3 separate regions of the Mus musculus genome follow, and regions 2 and 3 are each linked to region 1. Evidence: chromatin contacts called from public HiChIP or PLAC-seq data. All regions are on one chromosome and are shown on one strand. The core of a region is the stretch at or near the end of the contact, and the rest is flanking DNA. Distances in the headings are between cores, read along the strand shown.

Region 1 (4,935 bases), core at 1,528-4,027:
GCCAGGGAGCTGCCTAGGGACTTAGTAAGTACTAACACTCGCCGGTCCACGCCACAGCACTATACCCAACTTTTCTTTCTATCCATGCCTTCGTGCCGGCCACACCCAGACAAGCAGACAGTCTGGGGCAGGGGACCTTCGGTTCTACTTCCCCCCAAATGCTATCGTCCAAAATCAGATTCCACGATGAAAGAGTCTGGCAGGTCTCACACACTGTGTATTTGCTACAATTACCCAGCCCAACCCCAACCCCTGACACACACACACACACACACACACACACACACACACACACATGAGTGTTCTGGCCCCCAGGAAACTACAATCCAAGGACGAGAGAGCCTAGCTGGCTACTGACCAGGCCAAAACTAAACCACCTGCACCAGCAACCTAAAAGCAGAGTATCAGAATAAGAGGAATACCAGAGGACTAAAGATGGCAGTCCTAGTTTCATCCTCTGTACCGGGGACCTAACAGGAGGACAATGGAACCAGTGTATAGCTGGATATCTGAATGAAGAAACCAGCTGTACACTGCCCTCACCACCATTATCTCAAGAGGCAAAGTCCACCAACTGTGCGGTTTCCTCAGGAGCTCCTTCCTCTCTGCCCACAAGCATGAAGAAAGAGGAACACCAGCAACAGAGGCAGTAACGACCTGCTGTTACAAAGTCTGGCTTTGGCTGCCACGACCTGGAGCCCTGACTCAGCGGAATCCAGGTTCCTGGGACCTGCATGCCAGGTCTAAATGAATTCCAGGACACAGAACTTCAGAGAACAGCCCCATGTGCCAAGACCCTTACATGTATAAAAGCAAAGAATTCTGGTTTCTTTTGTGAAACAAGCTCTCATAATGTAGCCCTGGATTGCTGGCTGACCTGGATCTCCCTAGATAAACCAGACTGGCTTTCATCAATCAGGGATCCTCCTGCCTCTGCCTTGATGGTACTGAGATTATAGGTGTGTGCCACAACATCCAGATAAGACACACACAATATAACTATCTCGACACAGAAACTGGGAGAAACTAAGTTGAAACCTTCAGTAAAGTTAAAAGAACCACACACAAACACTGAAAAAAGAGATTTCCTGTTGTCTGCAAAGGCAGCCTCTGCGCCCAGCATACAGCATCAATCTTCCAGAACATGAAACAAGAAAAACCTTTTCAAAAAACCTTTTCAAACAGTTTTGTGTAGTGTTCTGCCTGCATGTATGTCTCTCTGTGCACACGTGTGCCTGTGACTGTGGATGTCAGAAAGCCGCACTGGATCCCTGGGAAATGGAGTTATGGACAATCCTGAGCTATCATCTGGATGCTGGGAATCAAACGGGTTCTCTGAGAGAACAATCTGCACTCTTAACCACCGAGCCAGCTCTTCAGTCCCCGACTTTCCTTCTAAACCTGTTTTTCAATCCTACTTATGGAAGAATCTAGAGCGGTTTTCTCCAAAGAATGAATTGGGGGGGGGGGGGGTAAGGTAACCTATAACAGAAGTGCCTAGGGCAGAGACCCGAGTCCCAGCTAGTTAAGTTAAAAAAAAAAAAAAAAGTTTGTCTACTGTGTCTAGAGACTGCCCAGGAACCTGTATTTTTAACCATCTGTTCTCAAAAATTCTCATTTGGCCGTTGTGAACCTGTATTTTTAACCATCTGCCCTCAAAATTCTCATTTGGCCGTTGTGAACTGTGAAACTCTGTAAAACCCACTTTCCCCCTAAGCTGGGATCAAACGTCTTACGATCACCCGGGGGTCACACTCAAACCTTACACAGGTTGACCTCATAGGCAGGATGGGCTGCGATATACCGACACCCGTCGGGTGGCTTTGACTTTTAAGCATACAAATTCCAAAGGAGGGGAGGGGAGGGGTGCCACAGTCAAACTTTCCCGTACTATTCCCCCTTCGAAGACTCCCTGCCGTTCTGGCGAAGAATCAAGCCTCAGTCCCGGGCTTGGAAGGGGCACGGAAAACGGCGGGTGATCTGTAGGGTGGGCAAAGCATCTCCTGGAAACCGTCGCGATGGATGGCAGAGCAGCGGAGTCGATGACCTCCAACCTGCGAGGCCTCCAGGCGCCAGGCAAAAGGCCACCCTTGCCTTTTACATTCCCAGCTTGGGTGGGATGAGGGGCTGGGGCAAGGTAAAATGAGAAAGGGTCTAAATATAAACTTCTCGCCAACTCTATGCCTCGATGGCTCTTGGAAGCTTCCAGTCAGGGCTAGGCCCTGGGTCCTGGCCAGGTCCCTGGAGGGTGGGGGGTTGGGGGGCTGGGGGTAGGTTCACTGCAGAGAGAAACTTCGTTCCAAGGCTGTGGTCTCCCGGCTGGAGAGGAAGGGGTTCGAGGCCCGCAGCTGCGCCCTGCTCCCAGGCTGCGGACCCCCCCAGGCTCGGCCGGAGGGGCTCTCACCTCGGCCCACCCGGCCTTCCAGAGGGTCCTTGCGGAAGTGGATCCCGTGCACGTCCACATGCGCCTCGCCGCCTGCGTTCACTGCCCAGATGACGCTCTCCGGCAGTCCGGCCCCGGCGGCGCCGACCACGCCGAGCCCCGGACCCCGGAGCTTCGGTCCCAGCAGCAGCAGCAACAGAAGCAGCCGGAGAAGCGCCACAGCGGTTCCCTCGGCTCCCCGGGGCCTCAGCATGGCGGCCACCACGGCGGGGGCAGCCCCTGCCGACCCTCGTCCTCGGCCGGCCGCCCCCAACTCAGGAGAACAGCGCAGCGGACCGTTCTGCCTCGGCAACCCGGGACATGTCGCTCTCAGGGCCTCCTCCTCCTCCTCCTCCACCTCCTCGGCCTTGGGGCGCCGCCTCCCACCTCGGGAGCAACCTACCCCGACGCCCAGCCCTCAGCCCGGAGCGCCTCAGCCAATCAGAGGGAGGCCCTCATGAATTACCCACCACCCCGCCGAGAGCGGCCGCGCCATTGGCTGGTGCGTCCGGGGAGGGGAGTGGCCGCGCCTAGGCTCCGGCCCAACCACGGGGCACGAGAAGGAGCGCGCGCCCAGGGAGGGAGTTCGGTTGAAGCGGCGGTTCCATGCGGAAGTGGCGGGTGCAGCGCCCAGGCCGCCCCGGAATCCCACAGTCGACTGGGAAAGGTGGCCTGGGCCGGGGAAGGTTTAGAGAAGGGCGCACTGACACGTCGCCAACACTTCCGGTGCTCTAGAGCTGGGGACCGAGTCAGCTCAGAAGGGGGCGTTGCCGCCTTTTCCATCCCTCCTCCTTCAACTCAGAAAGCAAGAGCCCAGGCTCTTGCAAGCCGAGCGATGGTTTGTCCCCGGGTGGAGCATCGGGGCCCGTCTCTCCCTTGGATGCCATGTGAACAGGTGGCGGGACACGCGAGTCCCGCGAGGATACGGTCCCCACCGTCACCCCTTAGCAGGCGCTTGGTGTGTGGTAGCGTCCAGGAGGCCGTCCAATCAGAATGCTCCAACGCAGCGGAAACGCGTGGCTGTTAGGGGGAGGGGGCTCCAGGGTGCCTGCGTCTCCATGGCGACGGTCCCTGGCGGGCCTGGAAACCTAAGTGGAGCTAGGGGCTTCCTCCTCCTCCTCCTGCTGGGGACCACTGGCACGACCCGAGCTCCCTGCTTTGGCATTTCACACAGCGCTCTTCTGCGTTATTGTCCATGCCCTTGGGTATCTGCCTCAACTCCCATTTTTCCGACCCAGCCAAGCGGGGGAAGTGGAATCATTTGTTCCATAAGTACTTATCCTGTCCATACAGATAATGCGGACAAAACATGGAAAGCCCGGTTGAATTTGATTTTTGAGGTTCAGAAAAAGGAACATAAAACAACTCTGGGCGCGCTGACGCCAGGTGACGCGTGCCTGTATTCTCAGAGGTTAAAGCAGGATGATTACCGGGAGTTTTAAAAGGCCAGCTTGAGCTCCAAGAGTGCGATCCTGTCTCTATAACAATAAATAGGAGGCTGGAAAGATGGCTCGGTGTCTAGAGCGCTAGCTGCTTTGGCAGAGAACATGGGTTTTTTTACCCCCAGTCCCCTTAAGGCTGCTAAGGATGTGGGGGCCCAAAGGCCAGGAGGTCGTGGCACATGCCTTTAATCCCAGCACTTGGGAGGCAGAGGCAGGCGGATTTCTGAGTTCGAGGCCAGCCTGGTCTACAAAGTGAGTTCCAGAACAGCCAGGGCTATACAGAGAAAAACTAAAAAAAAAAGAAGGGGTCGCGGTTTTCTGACCTTCATTGTGTGTCCGTGACACGTAGACATACAGGTATTAAAGCCCCTGCTTGGGACTGCCAAGATCCAGGTCAAAGTTTTCTCTAAATCCGCAAAACTCTCTCAGGACAGGTGACCTTCATAGAGTGACAGGAGCTACAGTCTGGGGCTGAGCCCGAGATGGGCTCCGTTCCCCTCTCAGTGGCTTCCCAGTTCTATCATCCATTAGAGCTTTGAGCCTTTGCTGACCCAAACACCATCCATCTACTCAGAAAATTCTCTCCCTAGCCCTGCACCTCTCTCCTCTGGGAAACCAGGGTTGAGCTGAGCACGGTTCCTTCCTACCCTGGAGGTGCATTCCCAGACTTTGACTCTGTCTCTTGCTAAGTTGTCCAGACTGGCCTCAAATTTGTGATCCTCCTGCCTCAGCTTTCCGAGTAGCTAAAACAGCAGGCTGGTGCTACCTTGCCCAGCGAAAACAATATGCTTGTTATGGAAAAATGCAGGTAACACGGAAGAGAACTTGGAAAAAAAAAAAGAAGAAGAAGCCATCCAAAAGCCAAGCTTAGGACTGTAGCCAAGACAGGGCCCTGACAGCAGGTTCTCCACAGCCATCCGTTCCCACACACTTGAATCTCATATCCACCTCAGAAAGCTAAAAAACAGGAAATGTTCCCCCCGTTTTATGGATGAGAAACTTAAAAAGTTGAAGATGGTGAAGTAACCTGTATAGAACCACACAACAGTATTCAGCTTCCAGCCCACGTAT
Region 2 (4,935 bases), core at 1,603-4,102, 240 kb before region 1:
TTGTTAGGAACCAGGCACGCTCTCTTCTCCAGCCTACCTTCAGTATCAGCAGCCACATCACCAGCCACCAAATGCCACAAAAGTCCCTCCTATCATGGATCTCTCTCTCTCTCCCTCTCTCTCTCTCTCTCTCTCCCCCTCTCTCCCTCTCTCCCTCTCTCCCTCTCTCCCTCTCTCTCTCTCCCTCTCTCCCTCTCTCTCTCCTTCTCTCCCTCTCTCCCTCTCTCCCTCTCTCCCTCCCCCCTCTCTCCCTCTCCATCCCTCTCTGTCTCTCTCCAACCCTCTCTGTCTTTCTTGTCCCCACTCCCAGGGGGCCTCCACATCCCACCCCCCAAATCTCTTGCATGAGATCTGCTGTGTGTGTGGTGTGATTGGCCAAGCAAAGACAAACAGAAGCGCTCAGTGGTTCTGACCAAGTTCTCCTAACTGCTGATAGAGCAGACACACTGCTGTGATCATAAAAAGAGAAAGAGCTATAAGAATATGTTCTGGCAGGGTGTGGGGGAAGAGGGTGCCTCAACGGGCCCATGCTGAGGCATCCCTTCCCCCTGAGGGACCAGACACACACGGGTATAGTATAGAATAGAATTTATCTAGGGAATGGGGAGGGGAGTTAAGAGGGTAGTAGAGGCAGAGAAAGGCAGAGAGAGGGAGAGTAGATAAGTGGAGGCCAGCCATGACCACATGGAGAGAGGGGGGAAGGGAATGAAGAGAGACAAGGGGGCAAGAGGCAAGTGTGTAAGAGAGAGAGGAGGGGCCAAGCCTACCAGGCTGTTGCCAGGAACTGTGGGGGTGGAGTTTAGACAGAATACCAACACCTGTTGTACATCTGTTTAGAGATGGCAGCCATTACCGCCTCCTCATGATGCTGTGCTACAGGATGTCAGCTCTCCCTTCCCCGTCCCAGTGCTGCCTGCCACAGTCACCACCATCGTGTGAACGTGAGCTCTCCTCTCAGAACGAAGGCTTGAAGAGGTGACTCAGAGACTGAGAGCCTACACTGCTCTCGCAGGGAGCCCATGTTTGAGTCCTAGCACCCACACTTGGCAGTTCCCAGCTGCCTGCGACTCCAACTCCAGGGAACCCAACAGTAACCTTTTCTAGCTTCTGAGAATGCATACACACACACACACACACACACACACACACACACATACACACAGCACAAACGTACAAACACACACATAAACATATACATACATAGCACACACATATATATACACACAAACACACATAAACAGACACACACGGCATACACAAACACATAAACATACATGTACACACATACATATATAGAAACACACACGAACACATATATACACATACACGGTACACACCTACATACAAGCACAGCACATATATACCCATACATGGCACACAAAACATACACACAGGGCACACACACATACATACAAGCATAGCACATACATACACACACATACACACAGATGCGCACACACAAAAAAAACCTATATACATCACAGACAATTAAAAATAAAAATCAGGCCAGGCAGTGGTGGCACACGCCTTGAATCCCAGCACTTGGGAGGCAGAGGCAGGCAGATTTCTGAGTTCGAGGCCAGCCTGGTCTACAGAGTGAGTTCCAGGACAGCCAGGGCTACTCAGAGAAGCCCTGTCTCAAAAAACAAAAAAAGAACAAAAACAAACAAACAAAAATTCAGTGACTCTAACAGCAAGCAGTTGTCACTAATTGCTTTTCTTTCTGCTCTGAGTTCCCCTTCCCATGTCCTAGACCTGGCATGGATGGAACGTTAAAGAGCTGTGTCCTTGCCGACCTGGCTGATCTCCCTACATGTACTTCTGTGCTGGAGCCAAAGGACAAAAGCAGAGAAAAGATGAGACAGCAGTTTCTGTTTCTCGCCATCGCTTTTCTACCTCTCTCTCCTTCCTAGTAACGCAACTTTAAGGTAGACACATTGTGAAAGGCTAAAAACTACACTTCCCTGTCTCCCTTGCCCTGAGTGTGACCATGTGATTAAGTTCTGGCAGTGGAGATCATTTGCATCTTATGCATAAATTTGCATTGTCTTTATATTTGTTTGTTGTGCCCATAATTCCTAGAAGAGGAATCTCTCCTGTTTTGTTTGTTGAATTTGGTTCTTTTTTTAGCAGGGAGGGAGAGTGTGTTTTGTGTGTGTGTGTGTGTATGTATGATGTGCGTGTGTGCGTGTGTGTGTGTGATGTGTGTTTGTGTATGGTATATGTGTATGTATGATGGGTATGTGTATGAGGGTATGCATATGTGTGTATGTGTGAGGGTATGTATATGTGTGTGTGTGATGTGTATATGATGTATGTTTGTGTGTATGATGTGTGTGTGTTTGTGTATGGTGTGTGTATATGATGTGTATGTGTGCGAGGGTATGCATATATGTATGGTATGTGTGTGTGAGTGTGTGTGTGTGTGTGTGTGCATATGTGTTTGTGCACCTCTGGAACTCCATGACTTGAAGCGCCAGCCCTTACCTTTCCACTTTGTTTGGAAGACAGGATTCCTCACCACCACACAGGCCAGGCTGACTGGGCTGTGGGCCTCTGGAGAGTGTCCCATCTCCACGTCCCTCTGTGGGTGTGTCACACTCTGGGATTACAGAGCTTGTGCTACTACACTCCTCTTGAATGTGTTCTAGGGACCTGAACTCAGGGCACCGGGCAACACTTCCATCCACTGAACCATCCTCAGAGTCCCGCCTCCTGCTTCACCCACAAAACCTTCTGCAAACTTCTCTGGCATTAGAGTGGAGATCGGAGCTCGAATGAGCCTGGTGCCATGAAGGGAAGCCAGGGACTTTGATCTAGATTAAAGAAGGAAATGCTACAGTTTCAAGAAGGAAGCAGCTTGAACAATGAGCCCTCCATTTCCTCTGTACCCTGGGCTTACTTCCCTTTCTCCCCAGCCAGGGCCCCACCCCCTCAGGACACCTCCAGTTTGCTGATCACCTGTGCCCACTGTCCATTTGTTCCTTTAAGACTCTCTAGCGGTGGGGCTGGAGAGATGGCTCAGTGGTTAAGAGCACTGAGTTCAAATCCCAGCAACCACATGGTGGCTCACAACCATCTGTAATGGGATCTGATGCCCTCTTTTGCTGTGTCTGAAGGCAGCTACAGTGTACTCACATACATCAAATAAATAAAATCGTAAAAAAAAAAAAAAAAAAGAATTTCTATCAGCCAAAGTTCCCTAAAGGATCAGAACAACAAACAGACCACACAGATATTAAAGGAGGATTTATTAGATTGGCTTAGGGTGTGGTCCAGGTAGTTCAGCCATGGCTGCCTCACACTGGAGAGGCCAAGAATCTGAGTTTCCTCAGACTTCCACAAGTCCACCAAGTTCCGAGCATGCTCCACTTCTTCACTCTCAGGATCGCTGGAGCGTCGGAGAGAAGAGCCATCATTCAGGGTCCACTCCAATGCCAGCCTTGGGCCACAAAGCTGGCTCTCTCAGCTGCCTCTGTCTGTCAGCTGCTGGTCATCAGCCTATGCTAGAATCCCAAAGAAGTTAGCTCTAGGGCTGGAGAGATGGCTCAGCGGTTAAGAACATTGACTGCTCTTCTGAAGGTCCTGAGTTCAAGTCCCAGCAACCACATGGTGGCTTACAACCATCAATACAGCTACAGTTTACTCATATACATAAAATAAATAAATAAATCTTCTTTTAAAAACAAAAAAGGAAGAAGAAGAAGTTGGTTCTAATATCAGTGAAAAGTGCCACACCGACAGACTTCCTAGAGCAAGGGCAAGCGGGCAGAATGCAGATTTCTTCTCTCTGGGCTGATGCCAGAACAAGCCACTTATGTTTTGGGTGGGTCATCGTTCCTACTCAAATGACTTGATTTTAAAGAAAACTCTTTACAAGAATGCCCAATGGCTTGCCTTTTAGTCGACTCTAGAGCTAGCCACGTTGACAACCAAGCTTATCCATCTTAGGGTCCTCAGGGCTACAAGAGACAGAACCCTAAATGGATATAGTTTGAGCAAAACCAAGTTAAGACCAGGTGACGGCTCATATCTGTAACCCCAGAGCTCAGTAGTCTGAAGCAGGAGAATTACCGTGAGTTTCAGAATTGCCAGGGCTACATACATAGGTAGTTTGAGGCCAGCCTAGGCTAGAGAGTAAGACAACTTATCTTAAAAACAAAAACAAGGCAGGAGGGGGGTATGGGTGGTATGGGGTGGTGCTGAGCCAAGGTGGCACTCACCTTTGATCCCAGCACTCTGGAGGCAGAGGCAGGCAGATCTCTGGTTTCCAGGCCAGGCTGGTTCTGTGAATGAGTTCCAGGGCAGCCAGGGCTACACAGAGAAACCCTAGCTTGAAAAAACAAAGGGCTGGAGAAATGGCTCAGCGGTTAAGAGCACTAACTGTTCTTCCAGAGGTCCTGAGTTCAATTCCCAGCAACCACATAACCATCTGTAATGGGATCCAATGCCCTCTTCTGGCATGGCTGAAGACAGCGACAGTGTACTCATATAAATAAATAATTCTTAAGAAAAACCAAACATAAAGTAGTTAATCCTGGGCTGTTAGCCAGGATTCTCCAGAGAAACAGGACTAATGGAAAGGAGATGGGCAGGAAAGAGGACTGTTTTGAGAACTAGCTCATATGATCACATGATCATAGGATTATGTAGGCTGCATGCTAAAGACCCAGGGAAAGTATTAGTATGATTTAGTCAGGAGAACCCGAGGTGTAAGTACTGAGAGCTAAGGACTCAAAACTGTGGGGCAGAGTGGAAAATGACTGCGTCAGCACCAAAGGAGACAACATTCACCAGTAACTCTACTCCTTTCTTCTACCTGGGCTTCTGACAAGTCAATTAATTACACTCTCTGGCAAGGGACAATCTCTCTCAAAACCATCCTTTCAGACATTGGCAGAAATAACATTTAGGATTGAGGAGATGGCTTGATGG
Region 3 (4,935 bases), core at 1,083-3,582, 160 kb before region 1:
TCTGCAATACAGGTCAGCCAGTAGTACAGAGCCACACTGGGTTAGAGAGATGGCTCCGTTTTTTAAGAGCACGCACTTGCAGAGGACTTGCGTTCCATCAGGTGGCTCACAGCTGCCTGTAACTCCAGCTGTGGGGCCCCCTGGTGCCCTTTTATGGTCTCCTTAGGTACCTGCACACATGTGCACAAGTCCACGTACACATAAATAAATAGCAAATCTAAGAAAAAGCTTAAAGTTGTTATTAAAATGTCTGTGGCAGAGTTGGGGAGATGCAACATGGTACAAAGTAATTAAAAAAAAAAAGTTGCTTTTGAGAGGACCCATGTTCGATTCTCAGCACAGCCGTGGTACACACACATACATGCAGGTCAAACAGTCACACGTAGAATAAAGTCAATCTAATTTTTAAAAAGGCTCTATAGTGGGTGTGGCAGTGACTGCCTGTAGTCAGAAATCAAGGGCCGGAGGCAGGGAAATTGCTTTAAATTCAAAGCCAGTCTAGTCTACAAAGTGAATTCCAGGCCCTGTGGGCCTACCTAGCAAGACTCTTTCAAAAAAACAACAACAATGAAAACAACAGATGGCCATTTTATTATATAATAGCTGACACGTATCATATAATGATATGTCTGTTCCAAAGCCCAGGTGGGGACTAAGACAAATCACATCCATGCTCTCACTGAGTACTTTATACAGGAAAAAAAAAAGCCTGGTATTTTTCTTTTTTTTCTTTTTTTTTTTTTTTTTTTGGTTTTTCGAGACAGGGTTTCTCTGTATAGCCCTGGCTGTCACTCTGTAGACCAGGCTGGCCTCGAACTCAGAAATCCGCCTGCCTCTGCCTCCCGAATGCTGGGATTAAAGGCGTGCGCCACCACGCCTGGCAAAGTTTTTTTTTTTTTTTTTTTTTTTTTTTCCTTTTTCCGGAGCTGAGGACCGAAAAAGCCTTGGGCTTGCTAGGCAAGCGCTCTACCACTGAGCTAAATCCCCAACCCCAAGCCTGGTATTTTTCATCCATCAGATGGTAACTAGTGTTCCGGGAAAAAAAGATGTATAGTTAAGTCATAAAGGGAAGGAGGTGACAGAAACAACTTGAATGACACATGTGACAGGGCTTTAACCAAAGGGGGAGAAACCATGAGGCAAACCCAAGTCCACAGTTTCGGGAACGGTTGTTTTTTTTTGTTTTTTTTTTTGGTGTTTCGAGACAGGGTTTCTCTGTGCAGTCCTGGCTGTCCTGGAGCTCACTCTGTAGACCAGGCTGGCCTTGAACTCAGAAATCCACCTGCCTCTGCCTCCCAAGTGCTGGGATTAAAGGTGTGCGCCACCACTGCCGGGCTGCGGTTGGTTTTTTAGCTCTGAGCAGGAGACTGGGGCCGGGGTGGGGGTAGCTCGGCCGGTAAAAGGCTTGCGGTGGAAGTGGGAGGGCCTGAGTTCCGACCCTCAGCACCCACCGGAAACCAAAAGTTGTTTGTAGAAGCGCACACCCGTGACCTAGTGCTGGGAGGTGGAGGCAGGAGGATACCCGTGCTCCATCCCGCTGAATTCAAGAGGTCCAGGCTCCGTGAGAGACCCTGTGCTGGGGTGACAAGCACGTGATCACGCCAGGCTTTAACTTGGGACCTGGAGATTTGCACTTAGGTCTTGTTGCTTGTTCTTAGCCACTGAGCTGTCTTCCTAACGCTTATACGCTTAGTAGGGGTTTGTTTAGTTTTGATTTTTTGTTTTTTCTTTCTTTTGGGGGGGGGGGGTTTGTTTGTTTGTTTTTCGAGACAGGGTTTCTCTGTGTAGCTCTGGCTGTCCTGGAACACTCATCTCATAGACCAGGCTGATGACCTGTAACTCATAGAGATTTGCCTGCTTCTGCCTCCCGGTACTGGGATTAAAGGCAAGCATCATTATATCATTATACCCGGCTCACTCCCAGCGTGTGTGTGTGTGTGTGTGTGTGTGTGTGTGTGTGTGTGTATATATATATATATATATATATATATATATATATATATATGCAGTTGTATCTTGATTCCATGAGGCTTGCATGGTCTCAGGGAGGGGTTGGAGTATACAGATGCAGGAAGGTGAACAGAGGAGTCCTCCGACTATGAGACTATGAGGAAGTCATCATTTTTACTGGGTGAGGGGTGGGGTAGAGTGTGTGTGTGTGTGTGTGTGTCGGGGGTCTGCCCATGTTTCTGCTCTCCCTGAGCTCTTTAAGCCTTACAAGCTCATTGGGTCCCCCAGGGTGAGCTTTGGCTTGTGGTTGGGACCTCAGGGACAGCGGTTGTTTATGACATCCTAGGGAAGGAATTCTTGAAACAGGAAGAGCCATGTTTTGAATCTGAGTTATCAGATCTTGCCCTATCTTGTAGAACAAAGCAATCAGACGGGTCTTCCCATAGTCTGGCTGCCCAGGAAAGCAGTTGTAGAGTCCCAGCCCCGGTAGTGGTGGGTAAAAAGACTTAGCTCTGGCTCTAGCCACTGGGCTCTGAGGGGTGGGGTGGGGAGCGGGGAGTGCAAATTTACTGATCCTAGCCACGCCCCTGAGATCCCAGTTATTCCCCCTAACCAATTCCTTTCTGCCTAGGTTCCCTAAAATCAGACTCTGTCATCGGCAAGTGGAGACTGTAACAGACTGGGACCCTCACATGCCGATAAGCAGTCAAGAATATTTTCTGGGAGCTGGAGAGATGGGCTCAGCAGTTAAGAACACTGACTGCTCTTCCGGAGGTCCTGTGTTCAAATCCCAGCAACCACAGGGTAACTCACAACCATCTGTAATGAGATCTGATGCCCTCTTCGGGTGTGTCTGAAGACAGCTACAGTGTCCTTACATATAATAAATAAATAAATCTTTTTTTTAAAAGAATATTTTCTGAAGTATGATACACCTTTCCATCACCTGTGTCTTACTCTCTGCTCCTCCTCCTCCTGCCCCAGAAGGAGGGTCTGTTCAGAACCTACACAGAGTACAGCGATTTAAAAACAAAACAAAGCAAAAGAAGCAGAAAAATAGGTCAGGACTGGAGAGGTGGCTCAGGGGTCAACAGTGCTCACTGCTCTCTTAGAGGACAGGAGTTCAGTGGCCAGCCCCCATGTCAAGTGGATCACAGCTACCTATGTCTCCAGCTCCAGGGGACCTGATGCCCCATTCTGACCTTCACAGATATCTGTGCACACACACAAGCACGTGCACATGCGCACATATGCACACATCCATATACAATAATAAAAATAAATCAACGGGCCAACCCATTTTCTGGACCCCTCCCTTCTGCGGGAAATCTGTTACTTTTTAAAACCTCACTTGCCCGAGATAAAAGCAAAACAAACAGAAGTCCTGAGCTGAACCCTATGCAATTCCTAAGCAGAATTCTTTCAGAGTTCACCAGCATCTTTTGTCCTCTTTCCAACCCCCCCCCACCCCCCCCAGGGTTTCTCTGTGTAGCTCTGGCTGTCCTGGAACTCACTTTGAAGACCAGGTTGGCCTCGAACTCAGAAATCTACCTGCCTCTGCCTCCCGAGTGCTGGAATTAAAGGCGTGTGCCTCCACCGCTCCGCATATCCAGACTTATGATTTGTCTGGAAATCGCATATAAACGTTTCAGGTTTCCAAATTTCCACAGAAACAAAAATCTCGGGTCTGACTGCACTGAACACGGTCCCGTAGTACAGGACTCACCTGGAGCTGAGCAATCTCTCCACCCCTTGACTGATTTTTTTTTTTTTTTAATGCTTCAGTTGAGAAAAAAATGTGGCAAAGTTACACAAACTTTGCAGTTGTCTCCTTGCTGTGTGACCTCGGGTGGAATCTTTAACCTCTGTGCGCTTTGGTCTCCCTTAACTGTGAATGGATGGGGCAGTTCAGGGAAAAATAGTGCAAGCTTCCAACTCAGGAGATGGCTCGTTAGTCAAGGAAAAGGAGTTGAACTCCATCTCCAGGACACACATTAAAAAGGTGGATCCCAGCCCGGCGGTGGTGGCTCACACCTTTAATCCTAGCACTTGGGAGGCAGAGGCAGGTGGATTTCTGAGTTTGAGGCCAGCCTGGTCTACAAAGTGAGTTCTAGGACAGCCAAGAGAAACCCTGTCTTGAAACACCACCACCCCCCCAAAAAAAGGTGGATCCCTGTGTGTTTGAGACCAGCATGGTCTACACAGTCAATTCCAGCCCAGCCAGGGCCCTAGAAAGGCCCTCGTGAGACCCCGTGTAGTACGGTACCATCCTCCGAGCCACAGCAGCTCGGCTCTTAGGACCAAACTGGCTAGGCACACAGAAGGGAGGGACAGAAAGGGTCATGGGACTCTCACCTGAGTATCCAACACACCTCCCTGCCCTGATTACACACCTCAGGAGTTAGGGAGGGGACAGGACAGCCGGCTCAATTCCAACCAACCACAGAGTAGGAGTAGTTGTCCCCGCTGGGGTAGAGATCTTTCATCGTGGCTGCTTTAAATTCACCCACTTTTCTGCCCACCTCCCCGTTGTATGTGAGGTTTGTAAGCCTCGTAAACTCACTGGCTTCTCAGACTGAACTTCCTGGACTAGTACCTTGGTTTTTGTTGGAATCATGGCGCTTGTGTTTGTTTTGTTTATATCTTCCCCAGGGAAGGGAAGGAATTTTAGCAACACCCTGTCTTTTAAAACAAACAAACAAAAACAAACCAGCCAGACTTAGTGATTTGTTTCTTAGCACTGGGAGGGGTGGACACGGGCAGATCTGGGTCTCTCAGGCCACCCAGACTAGCAGAGCCGGCAAACTCCAGGTCCTGGGAGAGACAGAGAGACCCTATCTCAAATGATAAGGTGTAGCCACGGTGGGATGTGTGTTTGAGAACACAGTAAGTTCCAGCCCAGCCAGGTAAGGTTGCTTGCCTTACAAGCTTGCCGACCTGAGTTTGAGCTTCTCAGAACCCCATTAAAAGTGGAGGGAGAAAACT

What was found. HiChIP or PLAC-seq counts read pairs in DNA pulled down with a chosen protein or histone mark.
Region 2: an H3K27ac HiChIP or PLAC-seq map of large pre-B cells shows a contact between it and region 1, with 2.9 times the contacts expected there. The contact joins the enhancer-like site here to the promoter of Mlec in region 1. A contact is called at or near these places in 14 of 39 promoter capture datasets (the 3T3-L1 cell line, 3T3-L1-derived adipocytes, the C10 cell line and 9 more), 5 of 115 datasets of contacts at active chromatin or transcription factors (embryonic stem cells, large pre-B cells, memory CD8 T cells and 2 more) and 3 of 9 other capture datasets (adipose tissue, liver and pancreatic islet).
Region 3: an H3K27ac HiChIP or PLAC-seq map of trophoblast stem cells shows a contact between it and region 1, with 19 read pairs. The contact joins the enhancer-like site here to the promoter of Mlec in region 1. A contact is called at or near these places in 4 of 39 promoter capture datasets (the 3T3-L1 cell line, cranial neural crest, hippocampal neurons and 1 more), 5 of 484 Hi-C or Micro-C datasets (cortical neurons, embryonic stem cells, inguinal white adipose tissue and 2 more), 20 of 115 datasets of contacts at active chromatin or transcription factors (T-cell acute lymphoblastic leukemia, bone marrow-derived macrophages, craniofacial prominence and 11 more) and 4 of 9 other capture datasets (adipose tissue, embryonic stem cells, liver and 1 more).

What each region holds. Positions count from the first base shown.
Region 1 is chr5:115,155,399-115,160,333 of GRCm38.p6, forward strand. It overlaps Mlec (malectin), which reads right to left and starts at 2,778. Exons shown (of 5, transcript NM_175403.3): 1 at 2,405-2,778. The coding sequence starts at 2,636. It overlaps Gm35465 (a long non-coding RNA gene), which reads left to right and starts at 4,101. Exons shown (of 2, transcript XR_387598.3): 1 at 4,101-4,935.
Region 2 is chr5:114,914,084-114,919,018 of GRCm38.p6, forward strand. Gm13822 (predicted gene 13822) reads right to left here. Exons shown (of 2, transcript NR_166682.1): 2 at 3,235-3,506. Among named protein-coding and RNA genes, the nearest start is that of Gm13822, 5.7 kb to the right of the region's middle. Within about 2 kb of position 2,853, at least 44 of the 459 cell types and tissues checked have an H3K27ac peak or open chromatin away from gene starts, as enhancers often do. A contact at or near this core is called in the HPC-7 cell line, adipose tissue, hematopoietic stem and progenitor cells and 1 more, where this site is marked.
Region 3 is chr5:114,995,184-115,000,118 of GRCm38.p6, forward strand. It overlaps Hnf1aos1 (a long non-coding RNA gene), which reads left to right. Exons shown (of 6, transcript XR_878697.3): 6 at 2,582-2,743. Among named protein-coding and RNA genes, the nearest start is that of Sppl3, 14 kb to the right of the region's middle. Within about 2 kb of position 2,333, at least 20 of the 459 cell types and tissues checked have an H3K27ac peak or open chromatin away from gene starts, as enhancers often do. A contact at or near this core is called in trophoblast stem cells, where this site is marked.